2 separate regions of the Triticum aestivum genome follow, and region 2 is linked to region 1. A link is a contact called in public Hi-C data. All regions are on one chromosome and are shown on one strand. The core of a region is the stretch at or near the end of the contact, and the rest is flanking DNA. Distances in the headings are between cores, read along the strand shown. Region 1 holds the start of LOC123122557. Region 2 holds the start of LOC123122562.

Region 1 (2,567 bases), core at 49-2,548:
AAATAAACCACCTTTAGTATTTGAGAACTAAGTGAGTTCGGTTCTTGAATAATTCTCTAGCCCTTTTAGCTAGCAGCGCCAGATTGAACAATCCCATCTTCCTGAAACCCATGTCTCCTAAATATTTCGGCTGACACGTGTCTGTCCACTGAGATCCAAGTGTTCTTCCTCTTCCCTTCCTTTGCTCCCCATCAAAACTTCCTCAGAGATGCACTAATATGTTCACATAGACCCCCGTGGTAACTTAAAACAGCCCATCGTATACGTAGGTAGTGCTTGTGCAACTGCCTTAATGAGAACTTCTTTACCTGTTGCAGATAACAATTGCTCAATCCATCCTTGTATCCTCTTCCACAATCTATCTTTTAAATATTTGAATACTCCACTCTTAGATCTTCCCACATGAGTAGGCAATCCTAGATGCTTCTCTGATAGTGCTTCTGAGCGCACCCCCCAAAAACTTCTTTAACCTCATCTTCCAGCTCATTAGGACATTTTTTACTCTAAAAAATAAAGGACTTCTCCTAATTTACCCTTTGCCCAGATGCATTGCAGTACAGATAAAGAAAGGGATAATTGTATTTATACCCTTTAGTTGTGTCCCCCTCGTCAGGATTGTCACTAGTTTCTGAAAACACGTGGTCTTGCCCAACCCACTTTGGCGTCTTGTGCTTTTGCCCTTTGACCGATTGTTTCTTTTTTGCCACGACTTCCACGAATGTCATTCCCTCGTGAAACTTGGCAAGCACTTAAAACATTTGCCATTCTTTGCCACCAACTTTTTCTTGAATTCTTTGATGTTTTTAGATTTTACTGTTCATGGTGGTATGATAAGAGCTAAAACTCGGATGGGCACTTACCAACACTTTTGTCATGAATGCAAGTGACATTGACATACGGGTGATGTTTTTCTGAACATTTTGATATCTTATTTGCATTTTTATGATTTAGTATGAATTAGTTATGAGGTTTTCAAAGTGACGGTCAAACAGTCAAAGGGCAAAAGCACAAGACGCCAAAGTGGGTTGGGCAAGACCACGTGTTTTCGTGAACTAGGGGCAATCCCGACGAGGGGGGCACAACTAAGGGTATAAATGCAATTATCCCATAAAGAAAATCCAATATTGTTTTGAGCAAAATAAAGAAAAATCAATAAAGGAAAAAGGTTGAGGTATTCGTTCGTGGGCTTAAGATGGTATATCTGACTTTACTCTCCTTTTTTTTATCTAACTTTACTCTCCGATGTACCAAGCCCAACAATTCTGCTAAGAGAATACCAAGCCCAACAAGGACTGGCCCAGTCAGTCCAGAACTCCGAATCAGGCGACACGTCAAGCTTGCTCGAGGGAAAGCAAAACCAAAGCCGAAGTATCCATCCAATCCAACCGGGCGCACGCAGCGACGACTCGCCGGAGAAGAATCCCGTCGAGAAATCAAACTATCGGAGGAGCTTCACGATGGCGGGGGAGGGGAGGCCGGACTCGCAGCTCTTCCAGCTCCTCACCGACCTTCTGCAGGAGGTACGCACGCCCGCACGCCGTCTCGATCCGCGTCCGATCTCGATTCCTCGCCGTCCGGCCGCCCGCCCGCCGTCGATTGGAGCCTGGCTCGCCGGTTTCCCCACCGGGAGTATCGGTTTGTTCCGGTCCGAGGTTTCTTGTTTCCTGGATCTGGTGGGGATTAGAGAGGGGGAACGCGTCTGATTCTGCTTACAATCGTTGACATTGCTGTTATCTGTATCTGATATATGGCCAAAACGCCAACACCCAAGCACCTGTACTAGTTTACCTGGTTTTCACTCACAAATCATGAAAATCAGCACTGTTTGTATGTTTGTTTCATCGTGTGGTGATTTGCAAGACAGAATAGGATAGGCAGAATCATTGGTACTCCCTCCGTCTAGGTGAGTAAGTCACCTTAGGAGTAGCAGCGCGACCTAGGTGGATTTAGATTGGACGAAGAGGAGCACCGGGATGAGCTAAACTTCCAATCACGGCACCCGGACAAAGGGAAGCAAAATCAGCATTTAATCCCATGCCTTTTCAGCTCTCCATGCAGGCCCACGTACTCCCTAATCAACGAGGAGGAAAGAGAGCGCTCGTGAATGAGCCTGGGAGGGGATCGAGGAGAATTCAATGTTACACGCCTTGTGGTTTTGGGAAAATCTGGATTTCGTAATGTGACTTACTTACCTAGACAGAGGGAGTAGCTGTTTTGCATTGCTTTATCAGAAACTTAGCGAATATTATGGGTTTCCATGCCTCCGTGCATCTGCCCTACTTACTGTGTCTAGCTGTATCTGAATATTGGCAATGCAATGCATGTGATGCTTTGTCTCAATGTCTCATACCCAATCTGTATACCAGTTCATTGATGTTGTCTCTATTGATTCGGACATTTGTTATGCGAAAACTGTTAGTTTACTCTTACACCTCAGTTTCCTGAGTATATTTCTTACTTCAGACAATTCAGCCTTGTATATTTCACATGGCAGTACCGCATTTGTCTTGTGGTAATGGACTCTTGAGTATAATTACCTTGGTGTGTCCGTGCATCTACCCTACTTA
Region 2 (2,567 bases), core at 28-2,527, 210 kb before region 1:
AACAACAAAGCAAGGCATCTGAAAAAAAAATGAATAGATTGTGTAGGCAAAAACGGAAAAACAGAAAATAACTATAAACAATTCACAGACCAGGGTAACAAATACTCACTAATATGTAGAGTACTATGGATTTTTTTTTGTCACAAGGACATATGGATGTTTGACATTTCATTTTGTTGAATTTTGCAACTACTTTTCATGGCAAAAGAATAAGAATAACTAGCCATCCTGGTATAATTTTCTCTAAATGAATGACTTTGTAAACAGTGGATACAAATTGATTAATGGGGCCGGGCAGCAAATGCAGCATCGCGGTATTCCATAGAAAGCATGCAGAGAATAACAACAATCCATTCTTCCAAAATAGTTCACTAGCTTCAGCATTGAGACAGAAATTTCAACGCATCAAAACATTTCTACGCAAATAACCATTACTTCAGATACAAGGAATGATTTTCAGAAGTACGTATTTGATAATGGAACTCATACCCATGAGTTGTCACACTTCACTGAGAACCTTCAACCCCATCATGTCCAATGCTCCCATGATCGCCGACCAAAGGAGGCCAGGCCATAATATACGGATAGGCCTGGCCATCACATCTCCCCTGAAATAGCCTCTCAATCTCCATGGTATCCAATGAAAGGGAGAAGAACCAGCGGCAAGGTGAACTGTGCTTTGTCGCCATGTACACGCACCCTGCCCTAACTTCCAAAACTTCCAGGCCGGTATACATGCCCCGCAATGTCTCAGTAATCCAACCAATATCTTCAATCAAAGAGAATGTCTTGTGTGGTACCCATCTCTCGATCCCGCCGTCGTCGTCCGCTCGACGGGTCCAAACATGGAGAAGGGAGTCCAGTGCATACACAATGCAAAGCTCGCCGTCCTCAGTGTCCCCAATCTTGAAATTGTACCCTTGCACCTTCAAAGGCAGATCCACAAAGGAGAAATCCATGGTCACTGTGTCAAGCTTAACCACATATCCTTCGCCTTCATCACCGTTACTTACCAGCCAGTTGTAAGGCCAATAAATAGAAGAACCCACCAGCATGCCGCTCCTGAACCTTAGCTTCCTTTCTGCTCCGATGTCGACCCACGGGTGGACGACCCATTCCCAAGTCTCTGACGAGAAGACGGCGGCACGAACCTTAGTCACATCCCCCAAGACGCAGACCACGCCGAAGGAGGAGGGCTTCTCGTCGGAGCACAGCAGGTGGAAACCATCGAAGTTGAACTGGTCACCGCTCTCCGCAAACATATCGTCAAGCGGCATCGGGAGGAAGTCCACGGCCCAGGTAAGAGGGTTCAGGGCGGCGACCTGCGTCCAGTCGAGCAAGTTCCAGAGGAGAAGGCGGCCTTCGCGGCAGTCGGCGACCTGCCACCCCGGGGAAGAGTCGTCCTTCTGCGGGAGGGAGGTGAGGAAGAAGTCGCCGCGGGGCGGCAGCGACGGCGGGGTCGGAGCGGCGCGCGGAGACGAACGTGGGGATCTCGGTGCCGGTCGGGTCGAGGAACAGCCCGAGGAGTGGCGCCGGGTGGAGGGCGCGGAAGAGGCGGCGGAATGACGGGGAGGAGCGGACGGCGCCGAGCCACGAGCGGCGGGGTGAGCGCGGCGCGGACGAACGCCGGGAGGTCGGGGAGGCGGAGGAAGATCTCGAGAATCTCATCTTCGCCGAGGGAGGAGACGGTGGTGGTGGTGGAGGAGGCGGGGGTCGACGGCCGTTTCGCCGCCGCCGCCGCCGCCGCCAGCATTTCACTGGCCATCGCTCGAGTTTCCGCAGGATTGGGTTCTCTCTCTTTTTTTTTTTGAGGGGGTAGGATTGGGTTCTTTATGTGGGTTCTGTGATAAGCGCGCGAACGGGCTAAAGCCCATGTAATGTTGCATGCGCTGCTTTCAGCCCATCAAACGAGCCCACGTATCATCTATGTGGGTGAACCCCCTAACAAAATCTATGTGGGTGAACGTCCACCTCGCGACGCGAGGGTTTCGTCTAGGGCACTCGCCGCCGCCAGGGAATTTTTGGCCCCCTCGCCTCTTGGTGCCATCTTGGCGTTGTGAGGTGGGGGGACCTCGCATCTTCAAGAGTTCTATATTTTTCGTTATCGTCTAGTGATCATTGTTTTATGTGACAATAAATTTACTATCGTTCTTTTGGCGGTGTCATGAGATTAGAGAGCTTTCTATCATCGCAGATTCGAGTATTCGGATATGATAAGTTTATATTGGTGTGCCAAACTTTTTTTTTGTTGGTTTGATTCTTTGTGGAGGTAAATAATTTCATCGAAATCATGGCGAAGATTTTGTAATCTGACGACCTGCACTTCTAGGGAATCATGCCCAGCCCAAGTACGTTCATCGACCAAGGCTTCCCATCTTTTTGGCTTTTAAAAACCATTATTGATAATGTTCGTGAGGGTGAAAGAGTGGCAACACAGTTGCTTCAGTCCAATTGCAGCCTCTTTACCGAAGTCTTTGAAGTATTTCTTACAACAAAGAATGATACCGTGAAGAAGATGTTTCCAAGACATTTCATTGTAATTCTTAGTTATAAGAGCTACTTTTTAT

What was found. A called contact is a pair of places that touch in the nucleus more often than the background predicts.
Region 2: a contact with region 1 is called in a Hi-C map of leaf, with 10 times the contacts expected there. The contact joins the promoter of LOC123122562 here to the promoter of LOC123122557 in region 1. A contact is called at or near these places in 2 of 5 Hi-C or Micro-C datasets (both in leaf).

What each region holds. Positions count from the first base shown.
Region 1 is chr5D:443,784,729-443,787,295 of IWGSC CS RefSeq v2.1, reverse strand. It overlaps LOC123122557, which reads left to right and starts at 1,298. Exons shown (of 3, transcript XM_044542760.1): 1 at 1,298-1,520. The coding sequence starts at 1,458.
Region 2 is chr5D:443,989,787-443,992,353 of IWGSC CS RefSeq v2.1, reverse strand. It overlaps LOC123122562, which reads right to left and starts at 1,277. Exons shown (of 3, transcript XR_006460270.1): 1 at 490-1,277.